Regions from separate parts of the Pan troglodytes genome. Here region 2 is linked to region 1. A link is a contact called in public HiChIP or PLAC-seq data. All regions are on one chromosome and are shown on one strand. The core of a region is the stretch at or near the end of the contact, and the rest is flanking DNA. Distances in the headings are between cores, read along the strand shown. Region 1 holds the start of ZNF14 (zinc finger protein 14). Region 2 holds the start of ZNF253 (zinc finger protein 253).

Region 1 (7,713 bases), core at 2,009-4,508:
GAAGCGGGCGGATCATCTGAGGTCAGGGCTTCGAGACCAGCCTGGCCCACATGGTGAAACCTCGTCTCTACTAAAAATACAAAAATTAGCTGGGCATGGTGGTGCGTGGCTGTAATCCCAGCTATTAGGGAGGCTGAGGCAGGGGAATCACTTGAACCGGGGAGGTGGAGGTTGCAGTGAGCTGAGATTGCAGCACTACACTCCAGCCTGGGCAACAGAGTGAGATTCCATCTCAAAAAAAAAAGAAAGGCAACTCAATATTCTGCTGAGACACAATATTCCATCAAGTAAAAAGTTAAAGGCTTGGGAATATTATTTTAGCTTTGAGGTATCTGTATTACCACATTTAGAAAGAGTTCCTAAATTGGCTGAGTATGGTGGCTCACACCTGTACTGTATCCCAGCACTTTGGGAGGCTGAGGCGCGTGGATCACTTGAGGCCAGGAGTTCAAGACCAGCCTGGGCAACATGGTGAAACCCCATCTCTACTAAAAATACAAAAATTACAGGCGTGGTGGTGCATGCCTGTAATCCCAGCTACTCGGGAGGCTGAGGCAGGAGAATCGCTTGAACCTGGGAGGCAGAGGTTGCAGTGAGCCGAGATCGCACCACTGCTCTCCAGCCTGGGCGACAGAGCAAGACTCTGCCTCAAGAAAAAAAAAAAAAAAAAAAGACAATACAAAAATGTTTTATTTAAACATTTTTTAAAGAGTTCCTAAATCAGCCAGGCGCGATGGCTCGTGCCTGTAATCCCAGCACTTTGGGAGGCCTTGGCGGGAGGATCACTTGAGGTCAGGAGTTCGAGACCAGCCTGGCCAACAGAGGGAAACCCCGTCTCTACTAAAAATACAAAAATAAGCTAGGCGTGGTGGCGTGTGCCTGTGATCCCAGCTACTCGGGAAGCTGAGGCAGGAGAATCGCTTAAACCCGGGAGGTGGAGGTTGCAGTGAGCCAAGATCGCACCACTGCACTCCAGCCTGGGCAACAGAGCGAGACTCTGTCAAAAAAGAAAAAAAAAAAGGGAGAGAGAGAAATTGGTGAGGAGGGCATGACCAGCAGTTCAGTAATGGCAGAGAGAAAGGCAAACAGGGAAAAGGGCTAAAGTTGGAGAACTAGCCTTACCTCACTCTAAGAGTTGGCTAACCTCACTCTAAGTCTCAGCTCAGGCGTGATCTCAGAGTGTGACCCTTCTCAAAAAATAAAACAATAAAACAATAAATAAAATATCAATGCCTAGTATACAATGAATCTTTTTGTGTGTGTGTGAGACAGGGTCTTGCTCTGTCACGCAGGCTGGAGTGCAGTGGCACAATCATGGCTCACTGCAGCCTCAACCTCCCAGCCCCCAGTGATTCTCCTGCCTCTGCCTCCTGAGTAGCTGGGACTACAGGTGTGCACCACCACACTCAACTAATTGTTTTATTTTTTGTAGAGACAGGGTCTTGGAATGTTGGCCTGGGCTGGTCTCAAACTTCTGGCCTCAAGCAATCCTCGTGCCTCAGCCTCCCAAAGTACTGGGATTACGAGCGTGAACCACCATGCCCAGCAAAATTGATAACTTTTGTATTTCAAAGGACACCACCAAAAAAGTGAGAACACCTTTTGGGATCCTTGTGCACTGTTGGTGGGAATGGAAAATGCTATGGCTGCTAGGAAAAAGAGTATGGCCATTCCTTAAATAAATAATAAATACAAAGTAATCATATGATCCAGGAAGTCTGCTTCTGAGCATACCCTAAAAAACTGAAAGCAGCAACCCACATATTTGTTCACGCATGTTCATAGGCATATTATTTACCATAGCCAAAGGTAGAAGCAACCTAGGTGTCCATGAAAGGATAAATAAGGCCGGGCGAGGTGGCTCATGCGGTAATCCCAGCACTTTGGGAGGCCAAGGTGGGCAGATCTCTTGACCCCAGGAGTTTGAGACCAGCCTGGGCAACATGGCGAAACCCCATCTCTGCTAAAATTACAAAAATTAGCTGGGCATAGTGGCACATGCCTGTAACCCCAGCTACTCAGGAGGCTGAGGCACAAGGATTGCTTGAGCCCAGGAGGTGGAGTGCAGTGAACCGAGATCACGCCATTGCACTCCAGTCTGAGCAACAGAGCAAGACTGTCTCAAAAAAAAAAAAAAAAGAAAGATACATAGATCCAGAAAAATCCAGAAATTTGATATCTACATACAATAGAATACAATTCTATTATATTGTATGTAGATTTAGGAACTGGCTGATTTAGGAACTCTTTAAAAAATGTTTAAATAAAGCATTAAAAAGAAGTAAATTGGGGACAGGCGAGGTGGCTCACACCCCCAGCACTTTGGGAGGCCAAAGAGGGCAGATCACCTGAGGTCAGGCGTTCGAGACCAGCCTGGCCAACATGGTGAAACTCTATCTCTACTACAATACAAAAATCAGCCGGGAGTAGTGGTGGGCGCCTGTAATCCTGGCTACTCAGGAAGCTGAGTCAGGAGAATCACTTGAACCTGGGAGGCAGAGGTTGCGGTGGCTGAGCGCCACTGCACTCCAGCCTGGGCAACGAGAGCGAGACTCCATCTCCAAAGGAAAAAAAAAGAAGTAAATTGGCCGGTGGCAGTGGCTCACACCTGTAATCCCAGCCCTTTGAGAGGTCGAGGCAGGAGGATTGCTTGAACCTAGGAGTTCGAGACCAGCCTGGGCAACAGAAGGAGACACACATCTCTACAAAAAATTAAAATTAAAATTAAAACAATTAGCCAGGCCTGGTAGTGCGTGCCTGTAGTCCCAGATACTTAGGAGGCTCAGGTTGGAGGCTTGCTTGAATCCAGGAGTTGAAGCCTGCAGTGAGCAATGATCACACCATTGCACTTCAGCCTGGGCTACAGAGCAAAACCCTGTCTCTTAAAAAAAGAAGAAGAAGAAGAAGAAGAGGCCGGGCACGGTGGCTCACGCCTGTAATCCCAACGCTTTGGGAGGCCGAGGCGGGCAGATCACGAGGTCAGGAGATCGGGACCATCCTGACTAACACAGTGAAACCCCGTCTCTACTAAAAAAATACAAAAAATTAGCCGGGCGTGGTGGCGGGCGCCTGTATTCCCAGCTACTCGTGAGGCTGAGGCAGGAGAATGGCGTGAACCCGGGAGGCGGAGCTTGCAGTGAGCCGAGATGCGCCACTGCACTCCAGCCTGGGCGACAGAGCGAGACTCCGTCTCAAAAAAAAAAAAAGAAGAAATAAATCCTAACACATACTACAAGGTGAAGCTCGAGGACATTATGCTAAGTGAAATAAGCACGTCAGAAAAGGACAAATACTTTATGACGCCATTTACATGAGATTCCCACAGTCAAATTCACGAACTCAGACAATGGAATGGAGGTTGCCAAAGACCCTGAGGGAAGAGGTGCACGGGGAGTTGTGCAACGAGACAGATTTCAGTGTTGCAAGATGAAAACAATTCTGGAAATTGGCTTCACAATGTGAATGTATTTAACAGTACTGAAGAGAACACTTAAAATGGATGGGAGGCAAAGAACACATTCGGTTTAAACGCAAACGTCCTGGCGGGGACAAGCCGGACTGAAGCCAGGCCAGCTCAACCACGCCCCTTCCTGCTCCGCTGTCACTCAGTGATAAAGAGGCGGGGCCATTGGATCTGTCCAATCAGGACCTCAGCTGAAAAGATGTGAGCGGCGCCACGCTGGGCCTGCGCAGTGCGGACGTCGCCATTCCTGGCCCATGGGAAGATTGCGTTTCACCTGCTCCTGAAGGCCGAAGGTGGCTCTAGCGCATCCTTTGTCGCGCCGTGACCTGCAGGTACTGACAGATCCGTAGGGAGGACACCGTGACTTCCCGGACGCTGGGAAATGGTGAGTGTGCGGGGCCAGTGTCCGAGGGGAGGTTTCTGGTTGGAACTGTCTGTGGCCGAGGCCGGGGACCTCCTTGCAGTCAACTCCGGGGTTTGCAGACCCGGGGGCCACCGCGGGCGCAGTTCGGCCCTCGGTCCTCTCTGTGGGAGCTGGACCCGCAGCCGGGAGCCCCAGCGTCCTGTCCCGTCCCCGCGGGGCGACCTCGGCCCCCGGCCCTGGAGCCCTCTATGGGCAGCTCTGCGCCCGCAGCCCCGCGTCTCCCCGGATTGTTCGGTGACAGCGGGAGGGTCCTGGGGAGATCCCATCTCGGTCTGTGGGGTTTGTGCGTTTAAGAATCCACTTGGTTGGAAACCTTACGATGAATCCACGGGTGCGTTTCCTCACTTGTGAGAACCGAAGCCTGGCTAGGTCCTTGCTGCCGGGGTCAGGTTCCTGTGGCTGTTCAAACGCCCCTGCCCTCATCACCAGGGACTGACCCCCTCTAGTGCTCCCAGCACTCAAGCCTGGGGGTGTTTTTGACCTTCTGAATGTGGGCTTTCTTTTCGAACTGCGGGGAAGGGGACTCCTTATCTTAACTGATCAGAAAGTTTGTGTTTCTTCCCTTTGGACTCCTTGATCAAATATTAATTCTAGCCACCCTTAATTCCAGTTTCCCTTCGCTCTGGGTAATTTTGTTCCCTTGCGTGAATGTGTGCGATTTTTAGTTTCTTTGGTTTCTGGATGGAATTTATTGTGAGCTTGTTCAGGTTCTTTTAAATTTTCTTGTTTGTGTGTGTTTATCTGTGTGGTTTCTACCCAAGAGATTTCGCCTGTGTTGGAGTGCCATGATGATGCAAAATCTCTGTATGTCATTTGTTCCATATATAAGTGGTAAGCATTTTTTGTGTGTGTGTGTGACGGAGTCTCGCTCTGTCGCCCAGGATGGAGTGCAGTGGCGCGATCTCCAGCTCACTGCAAGCTCCGCCTCCCAGGTTCAAGCCATTCTGCCTCAGCCTTCCCAGTAGCTGGGACTACAGGCGCCCGCCACCACGCCCAGCTAATTTTTTGTATTTTTAGTAGAGACGGGGTTTCACCGTGTTAGCCAGGATGGTCTCGATCTCCTGACCTTGTAATCTGCCCGCCTTGGCCTCCCAAAGTGCTGGGATTACAGGCGTGAGCCACCGCGCCCGGCTAAGTGGTAAGCTTTGAGGTGTTTGTGAGAGTGATGTTTATGACACACACCAATTTGATACATTCTGATTGTAAGTGTATGTTGTGATTTTTTCTTTCCTCGTGTGGTTGTAATAGGTCAGTGTGTTTTTCTCTGAGCAATTAACCAGTGGAAGGTTCCTAAGTCTAGAGTCATTGTGGGTAGTTTTTTTTTTTTTTTTTCTTTTTTTTGAGATGGAATCTCACTCTGTCGCCCAGGCTGGAGTGCAACGGCATGATCACAGCTCACTGCAACCTCTGCCTCCCTGGTTCAAGCAGTTCTCCTGCTTCAGCCTCCTGCATAGCTGGGATTACAGGCACCCACCACCACGCCCGGCTAATTCTTTTATTTTTTAGCAGAGACGGGGTTTCACCATGTTGGCCAGGCTGGTCTTGAACTCCTGACCTCAGGTGGTCTGCCTGCCTCAACCTCCCAAAGTGCTGGGATTACAGGCATGAGCCACCGCGCCTGGCTGATTGTGGGTATTCTTTTGATGCTGATATGTCAGTTTGGGTACCATATCTAGTTTGGGTACCCTATCCTGAAAGGTGTAGTATATAGTTTTTCAGAATTGGAATACTAATTATTTTTGTATAAAATAATAAATAATGGTTTTTCTAAGGTGGTTATTTGTAGATTATATCTTTTATCTGTCTGTGTACTTGGGTCAAAAGCTAGTTGTGAGTCTCCTCATCTTAATTCAAGTAGGCTTAATATACGTTACCTTGAATCTTCACATCCTGATGGTTTGGATGTATCCAGTTGAACTACAGCTGCTTTATGCCAGTGTTTTGTAAATAATTTTCCTGATTGTATTGGGTTTCTTTTTTTATATTTTCTTTCTTTTTTTGAGATGGAGTTTCACTCTTGTTGCCCAGGCTGGAGTGCAATGGGGTGATCTCGGCTCACCGCAACCTCCGCCTTCCAGGTTCAAGCGATTCTCCTTCCTCAGCCTCCCTAGTAGCTGGGATTACAGGCATGCGCCACCACGCCCAGCTAATTTTGTATTTTTAGTAGAGACAGGGTTTCTCCATGTTAGTCAAGCTGGTCTCGAACTCCCAACCTCAGGTGATCCACCCGCCTCAGCTTCCCAAAGTGCTGGGATTACAGGCATGAGCCACCGCGCCCGGCCTGTATTGGATTTCTTATGTTATTCCAAGTCTGAGTTAGTAAAGTACTTCGCTTAGTACGTTGGGTTTGCAGTCAGTCTTTCACCGTCAAGTTTATTAATGTAAATAGATTGGTTTTTAAGATGCCTACCTTGTAATTGATACTGTAATTAAACACCTTTTGATATTCTGTGAGGTCATTTATATGAGTCATCATTGATTGTATTTCATTGTCTGTGAGATGGAGGAGAGTATGAAAGTGGTAGTTGACATGTGGGAGTTAAGTTTGTGTTTAAAATCAAACCCTGCCCTTAAATAAAACTGCGGGCTGGGCACGGTGGGTCACGCCTGTAATCCCAGCACTTTGGGAGGCCGAGGCGGGCGGATCACCTGAGGTAAGGAGTTCAAGACCACCCTGACCAACATAGTGAAATCCATCTCTACTAAAAATACCAAAAAAAATTAGCCGAGCCTGGTGGCACACACCCGTAATCTCAGCTACTCAGGAGGTTGAGGCAGGAGAATTAGAATTGCTTGAACCCAGGAGGCAGAGGTTGCAGTGAGCTAATGCCACTGCACTCCAGCCTTGAGACTCTGTCTCAAAAAAAACTAACTAAATAAATAAAGGTAGTTTGCATATATTGTAGCCAAGTTTGCCACGAATGTGAATTTAGTATGTGTTGAATTATGTCAGATTCTGAATGGTGCTGTGTCTGTTCATTCAGTTTGATTTGTAAAGCTTATTGGTCTAGGTATATGTAGCCATTTTAGTAAATTATATTGAAAAATGGGTGAGGGTAAGGTTTTTCACCTGTAGGATGATGAAATACAGCTCTAATATATGTTAAGGTGGAAGCATATTAATGTTGGTCATCCCTTAAAATATGTGTCTCATTGGGTGATTCTGTACATTTTTTTATATAAGTTTCTCAGTTGTGGTGTTTAATTGGTACCCTTGAAAACAAGTATATTTAGGACAACTCTGTCTACATAATCTTCTGTTGTTTTAGCATGTGTTTCAGAAGTCGTGTGTGTAGGCCCAGGTGTGGTGGCTCATGCCTGTAGTCCCAGCACTTTGAGAAACTGAGATGAGTGAATCACCTGAGTCAGGAGTTCGAGACCAGCCTGGCCAACGTGGTGAAACTTTGTCTCTCCTGAAAATACAAAAAATGAGCTGGATGTGGGGGCTGGTGCCTGTAATTCCAGCTACTCGGGAGGCTGAGGCAGGAGAATTGCTTGAACCCAGGAGGCTGAGGTTGCAGCAAGCTGAGATTGCGCCATTGCACTCCAGCCTGGATGACAGAGGAAGACTGCCTCAAAAAAAAAAAAAAAAAAAAGTTGTGTGTGTAAAGTGATGAGGATCAGTTAAGATTATTGGGTGGGCCAGGCACAATGGCTCACACCTGTAATCCCAGCACTTTGGGAGGCCAAGATGGGTGGACCACGAGGTTAGGAGTTCCAGACCAGCCTGGCCAACGTGGTAAAACACTGTCTCTACTAAAAAATACAAAAATTAGCTGGGTGTGGTGGTGGGTGCCTTTAATCCCAGCTACTTGGGAGGCTGAGG
Region 2 (7,713 bases), core at 3,628-6,127, 130 kb before region 1:
GTCTTTATTTTTCCTGTAATAGCAGCATTCCAACTTAGTGAAATAAAAGATAATAAAATTGTGTTTACTCATAATTATTCCTATTGAGTAAAGTAATAAACCTGTCAGACTAATATCTACTCTAACAATTTGGTAGCAAATTTTCTTTGGACATTAGATATAAATATCTAACTATGAATAATTTTAATGAACAGGTCATAATATATGTAGCTTTTTTTTTTTTTTTTTTGAGACACAATCTCATTCTGTCACCCAGGCTGGAGTGAAATGGTGCAATCTCAGCTCACTGCAACTTCTGCCTCCCAGGAACAAGCGATTCTCCTGCCTCAGCCTGCCAAGTAGCTGGGATTACAGGCGCGTGCCACCACACCCAGCTAATTTTTTATTTTTAGTAGAGATGGGGTTACACCATGTCAGGCTGGTGTCGAACTCCTGACCTCAGGTAATTAACCTGCCTCAGCCTCTCAAAGTGTTGGAATTACAGGTGTGAGCCACTGCACTGGGCAATGTATGTAGCATTTTTAAAAACTGCAACTATACTTCAGTTAAAACACTTTATATTTTAAAAGTATAAATAACAATATTAAAATAACTATTTAAGTGAATCATTCAAAGTAAGTATTGTGGCTTTATGTTCATACTATTGTAGAAAATATTGTTTTTGGCTCACACCGGTAATACCAGCACTTTTGGAGGCTGAAGCAGGTGCATCACCTGAGGTCAGGAGTTCGAGACCAGTCTGACCAACATGGTGAAATCCTGTCTCTACTAAAAATACAAAAAAGTAGCCGGACATGGTGGTGCATGCCTGTATTCCCAGCCACTCGGGAGGCTGAGGCAGGAGAATTACTTGAACCCAGAAGGCAGTGATTGCAGTGAGCCAAGATTACACCACTGCACTCCAGCCTGGGCAACAGAGTAAGACTGTTTAAAAAAAAAAAAAAAAAAAAAAAAAAAAAAAAAAAAGGCCAGGCATGGTGGCTCATGCCTGTAATCCCATCACTTCGGGAGGCTGAGGCAGGCAGATCACCTGAGGTCAGGAGTTCAAGACCAGCCTGATCAACATGGAAAAACCGCATCTCTATTAAAAATACAAAATGAGCTGGGCCTGGTGGTGCATGCCTGTAATCCCAGCTACTGGGAGCTGAGACAGGAAAATTGCTTGAACCTGGGAGGCAGAGTTTGCCTGAGCCGAGATCAAACCATTGCACACCATCCTGGACAACAAGAGCAAAACATCACCTCGAAAAAAAAAATGTTTAATTTATATTAATGCAGTTTGCCTACAAACCCTACACATAACTATGCTAATTGTTCTGAAGTAATAAATAGAAAGCAAGATACAACTACAGACTCCACTGTTTATGCACTGTTCTTGCTTTTGCAGTATAAGTACTTCAGCCTGCAAATATTGGATAATTACCTTGGATAATCAGGTTTCTGTAAAAGAAACTTAATATCTTTTAGTCTTTAGCATTCTGCATTGCTAAATTTAATCCTATCTTTGTGCTAAACTTCTGTGTGCTCTTAAAATGAGCTTTTATCTAAACAAATCTGTGTCTAATTTAAAGGACTAAAAATGAAAAAAATAAACTTTTCAGAAGCAAAAATAAAGCAATAATTCTGAAGTACTACATAAAGATAATCTGGACCCGAGAAAATGACAAAGGGTTTATTTAGCTGTTCATATGATTTACATATATTTCAAAAAAAGCAGAGAAAAGCATCTACATATAACCTAAATTTCTTAAGAAAAGAGAGAATATCAAAATATTTTTTAAGCTTTTTATTTATTTATTATACTTTAAGTTCTGGGGTACATGTGCATAACGTGCAGGTTTGTTACATAGGTATACACGTGCCATGGAGGTTTGTTGCACCCATCAAACAATTATTTACACTGGGTATTTCTCCTAATGCTGTCCCTCCCCTAGCCCCCCAATCCCCTTTTTTGGAACTTTTTAAAGAGTTTTTGAACTCTTGGACATCAGAATTTTACACACTGTATGCACTTGAAAAAATGCTTATGGGGGAAAAAGCAGAAGAGAGAAAGATGTTATAAAAAAAATTCATGAGTGCACAAGACCAATGCAACAGAATAGAGAGCCCAGAAATAACGCCACCCTCCTATCATCATCAGATTTTTGGCAAAGCTGATAAGAGAAATGTGGAAAGAATTCTCCATTTAATAAATGGTGCTGGAATAACTAGCTAGCACTATGTAGAAGACTGAAAGTGGACCCCTTCATTACACAATATACAAAATCAACTCAAGATTAATTAAAGACTTAAATGAAAAACTTAAAATTGTAAGAAACCTTGCAAGATAACCTAGGAAATACCATTCTAGACACAGAAACTGGCAAACACTTCATGATGAAGCTACCAACAGCAATTGCAACAAAAGCAAAAATTGACAATGGGACCTATTTGAACTAAAGAGCTTCTTCACAGCAAAGGAAACTATTAACAGAGTAAACAGACAACCTACAGAATAAAAAAAATTTGCAAACTTTGCCTCTGACAAAAGTCTAATATCCAGAATTTATTAAGAACTTAAACAAGTTTACAAGAAAAAAAAATCTCATTAAAAAATAGGCCAAAAAAACATGAACAGATGCTTTTCAAAAGAACATACACATGTGGCTAGCAAGCATATGAAAAAAAAAAAGGCTCATCGCTAATCATTAGAGAAATTAACAGAAACCACAATGAGATACCACATCACACCAGTCAGAATGGCTATTTTTAAAAAGTCAAAAAATAACAGATGCTGGCAAGTTTGCAGAGAAAAGGGAATGCTTATAATCTACCTCATAATTGGGTATATAACCAAAGAAATATAAATTATTGTATTATAAAGATACATTCATATGTATGTTCATTGCAGCACTATTCACAATAGCAAAGACATGGACAGGCCCTATCAGTGGTAGACTGGATGAAGAAAACACGGTATGGTCAGATGCGGTGGCTCATGCCTGTAATCCCAGCACTCTGGGAGGCTGAGGCAGGTGGATTGCCTGAGCTTAGAAGTTTAAGACCAACCTGGGCAACATTGCAAAATCCTGTCTCCACAGAAAATACAAAGAGAAAAATTGGCCAGGCGTGGTAACACCAGCGTGTAGATCCAGCTACTTGAAAGGATGACGTAGGAGAGAATTGCTTGAGCCAGGGAGGTTGAGGCTAAATAAGGCTGCATCACTCCACAGCACTCTAGCCTGGGCAATAAGTGACACTCTGTCTCCAAAAATAAAATAAAATAAAAGATTTAGTAAAAACAGAATATGGTACATAAACATCATGGAATACTCTCTGGCCATTTAAAGATAAATGATCATGTCCTTTGCAATAACATCAATAAAGCTGTAGACCATTATTTCAGAAAACTAATGCAGAAACAGAAAACCAGACATTCGCCATCACACCCAGCTAATTTTTGTACTTTTAGTAGAGATGGGGTTTCCCCATTTTGGCCAGGCTGGTCTTCAACTCCTGACCTCAAGTGATCCATCCACCTCGACCTCCTGAAGTGTTGTTATTACAGGCGTGAGCCACCGCGCCCGGCCCCATAAATTTTTAATAGGAGAAAAGGGAAACTGTGAACCCTGACAGATACAATAGATTCCTCTTCAAAGGCCTAACTTTCTTGTTCCTTGTTCTTAGGACCAACTTTTTTGTACCTCTTTGTACCTAGACACCCGCTCCGTAAACAACCCAAACCGCCAGTTCCAATCTGCGACCCGAACCCCTTCCTTATTTGGAAAGTAGCCAATCGGGTCAGCCTAGATTGTGGGGTCAGCCTAGATTGTGAGGTCAGACCCCGGCCAATGGGGGAAGGACACAGAGGCAATAACGGCGTTTAGGGTTAAAAACCCCTTTCAAACTGGGAGGCCGAGGCGGGCGGATCAACTGAGTTCGGGAGTTCAAAACCAGCCTGACCAACAAGGTGAAACCGCATGTCTACTAAAAATACAAAATCAGCCGGGCGTGGTGACGCATGCCTGTAACCCCAGCTACTCGGGAGGCTGAGGCAGGAGAATCACTTAAACCCGGGAGACGGAGGTTGCAGTGAGCCGAGATCGCGCCATTGTACTTTAGCCTGGGCCACAAGAGCAAAACTCCGCCTCAAAAAAAAAAAAAAAAAAAAAAAACCTTCCTTCCTTTCTTCCGTGTGCTCTTGCGATCAGGACGGACGCGAGCAGCACCCTTCTTCAGAAGTAAATATGCCTTCCTGTGAAATTTTCTAAGTGCTGGGTAGTTTTTTGTTTTGCGTTGTTTTGCGGCACCAAGCGCTTGTTTCTAACAACCCCACGGACCAAAGCTCTTCCCATTCATGAACCCGCAGGGAACCGAGTCAGGATTCTCCCCTGACGACCCTCCCGTGGTCCTTGCATGATCTGGGAGAGACGCGGTGCTGCGGGTGCAGAGCTGCTGAAAGAAAGCTCCAGGCCAGGGCACAGTCACTGTGCCGGGCCCCGGATGTCACCGCAGCCGCCATCTTATGGCTGAAGGGGACTGAGGCCGAGCTGGGCAGGGAGAACTCCGGCGGCAGATTGTGGAGCTGACTGTGAGGAAGCAGAGTCCCGCCAGAGCCACTTCCCACCGTTCCAAACAGCCTCTCCCCTCTCTCGGGACGTTGGACCTGGCACTCACCATTTCTAGGCTTCCAGGGGTCCCGGGGTTTAGCTGTGGCTCTCCCAACACTTGCAGGTCACACGGCCACAGAGGACGGGCCTCTATAAGCACAGGACACAGAACACAGAGGATAAACCTGGAGCTCCCGCTGCAGCGAGAAACAAAGGCCCCCAGAAACCATGTGGTTCGCTCCAGCTGCGTGCCTGATTGGACGGTTTCCGGCCCAGCGTCCCTCATTGGATAATGCTTAAGGCCCCGCCTCCCCAGTCGCTGAGTGACAGATGTGATCAGATACTGGGCTGAGTGAAGAAAGAGTGACAGCCTAGGCTGCAGCCTTTCTTTCTTTCTTTCTTTCTTTCTTTCTTTCTTTCTTTCTTTCTTTCTTTCTTTGTTTCTTTCTTTCTTTCTTTCTTTCTTTCTTTCTTTCTTTCTTTCTTTCTTTCTTTCTTTCCTTCCTTCCTTCCTTCCTTCCTTCCTTCCTTCCTTCCTTCCTTCCTTCCTTCCTTCCTTTCTTTCTTTTTTCCCCCCACCGAGACGGAGTTTCGCTCTTGTTGCCCAGGCTAGAGTGCAATGGCAGGATGTTGGCTCACCGCAACCTTCACCTCCCGGGTTCAAGCGATTCTCCTACCTCAGCCTCCCATGTAGCTGGGATTACAGGCATGCCTCACCACGCCCGTCTAATTTTTTGTACTTTTAGTAGAGACAGGGTTTCTCCGTGTTGGTCAGGCTGGTCTCGAGCTCCCGATCTCAGGTGATCCGCCCGCCTCGGCCTCCCAAAGTGCTGGGATTACAAGCGTGAGCCACCGCGCCTGGCCTAGCTGCAGCCTTTTCAAACAGGGCTTCCTCCCTGAGCTGAGCATCCCATCCCAGAGCATGGGAAAATTCTATCTCATATTCTCTCTCTTTTTGAATGTATTCAAAAGGTGAACAGAAGTACTTTGCTGTCATATTAATAATACATGAAATGTTTGTTCAAGAGAAAATCAACTTTTACTTTGGTAATAGTGTATTATCAATACTAAAGCTAATTTTAATAAGACCTTGTAAAGCCAGGTGCGGTGGCTCAGGCCTGTAATCCCAGTACTTTGGGAGGCTGAGGAGGGCAGATCACTGGGTCAGGAGATCGAGACCATCCTGGCTAACACGGTGAAACCCTGTCTCTACTAAAAATACAAAAAATTAGCCGGGCGTGGTGGCATGCACCTGTGGTCCCAGCTACTCAGGAGGCTGAGGCAGGAGAATGGCTTGAACCCAGGAGGCAGAGGTTGCGGTGAGCCAAGATCACACCACTGCACTCAAGCCTGGGTGACAAAGTGAGACTGCGTCTCCAAAAATGAATAAATACATAAATAAATAAAACCTTGTAAATAAACAAAATTTGTCATTTTTGACCTCTCGAGATTTACATATATAATTTGTAATCTCCTGTAATTTTTTAACTATATTTTATTTATATCTACATTCTTTTTATTTTTTCAGTTTGAAACAACCTTTAAGTAATTTCAAACTGTTATAGGAGATAGAAAGAAATCATTTAGGGACAGGTGCGTTGGCTCACGCCTGTAATCCCAGCACTTTGGGAAGCCAAGGTGAGTGGAATACTTGAGGTCAGGAGTTAAAGACCAGCCTGGCCAACACAGTGAAACCCCATCTCTACTAAAAATACAAAAAATTAGCCGTCTCTACTAAAAATACAAAAAATTAGCAGGGAGCGGTGGTGGGCGCCTGTAGTCCCAGCTACTCGGGAGGCTGAGGCAGGAGAATGGCGTGAACCCGGGAGGTGGAGCTTGCAGTGAGCCGAGATTGCGCCACTGCAGTCCAGCCTGGGCGATAGAGCGAGGCTTCGTCTCAAAAAAAAAAAAAAAAAAAAAAAATTAGCCTGGCGTGCTGGTGCACATCTGTAGTCCCAGCTACCACGGAGGCTGAGGCAGGAGAATCGCTTGAACCCAGGAGGCGGAGGTTGTGTAAGGCCCAAGGGGTTCCCCTGGCCCTTTGCCTAGACAGAGATGATTTATCAAGACAGGGGAATTTGTGGAGGAAAAGTTAAATATTAAATTTGAACTCAATTGAAGGTGGACACAAACAATTGTCACCAAGTCCTGGAACAGGTTGTGTGAGCCTTCTGAGTTGTTCATTCAGAGCTGTTTCAGTGATATCTCTATTTCAATCTATTTCTATACATTAGTTATTGAAAAACAATAGACAATCACAAAAACAAGTTGACCTTTTTGTGTTCCTTGTGCCCAGTTGCGGAAGGCCCCCGTGACTGGACCTCCTTCCAAACAACTCGTTACAAAAAACTGAGGGTACCAGACTGCTCCAAAGCTTCATGAGACCTCTCCTCATCTGTGCAGAAATGAGTGGCTGACTCTGGAACCCAGGCTATTGCTTACCACCTTGGTGGTGAAACCTCCATACTCTAGTGAGTGTAAATATATATATATATATCTTTTCCTTTCTCCTCTTCCCATTGCAATTTGCTTATTATATCAATGTGCTTCTTATATCAATCTGCTTGTTATATTGATTTGCTTATTATATCATTTGCTTAGTATATCTGCATTGCCACTTATGTGGAATAAACTTGTTTACCATTAAAGGTGTTGTGTGTGTGTCTTTCCTTCTCCCCTCATGCGTTTCCCACGCGAATATTTTTGGTGTCACAAACAGGATTCGAAAACCAAAGTGTGCCACTTTTTGGCCACAAGGACGGGGCTAGAGGCTCGTGGACTTCCCATATCCAGAGATGGGAAATCCCCCACTTCTCCCCCTTGGCAGTTGAATGGTCCAGGGGAACTGGCCTTTGTGAGAATTGGGAATCTAAATTAGTGCAATTTAAACCTTTGACTGTGCATGAAGGGCTGCAGGGGATTCCAGTCAGCAAAGCAGATGCTGAGGGATCTCCCAGAGTGGATGGTGTTTGCTTACTGCTTATAGGTTAATGTGTCAAGATAGGAGCTGGTTGCATCCTATGGAATGGGAGGAAATAGTCCATTTTATCAAAGGGTAAGGCTAAAATACTAGAATTCGAAACTCCTACCGCTAAAAAGGAAGCTCAGAAATTTATTGGCTCGT

What was found. HiChIP or PLAC-seq counts read pairs in DNA pulled down with a chosen protein or histone mark.
Region 2: an H3K4me3 HiChIP or PLAC-seq map of stem cell-derived excitatory neurons shows a contact between it and region 1, with 2.0 times the contacts expected there. The contact joins the promoter of ZNF253 here to the promoter of ZNF14 in region 1. A contact is called at or near these places in 1 of 7 Hi-C or Micro-C datasets (stem cell-derived neural progenitor cells) and 1 of 1 datasets of contacts at active chromatin or transcription factors (stem cell-derived excitatory neurons).

Annotation. Positions count from the first base shown.
Region 1 is chr20:22,383,587-22,391,299 of NHGRI_mPanTro3-v2.0_pri, reverse strand. It overlaps ZNF14 (zinc finger protein 14), which reads left to right and starts at 3,258. Exons shown (of 4, transcript XM_003316224.6): 1 at 3,258-3,848. The coding sequence starts at 3,846.
Region 2 is chr20:22,519,868-22,527,580 of NHGRI_mPanTro3-v2.0_pri, reverse strand. It overlaps ZNF253 (zinc finger protein 253), which reads right to left and starts at 4,877. Exons shown (of 6, transcript XM_054672849.2): 1 at 4,657-4,877. The coding sequence starts at 4,875.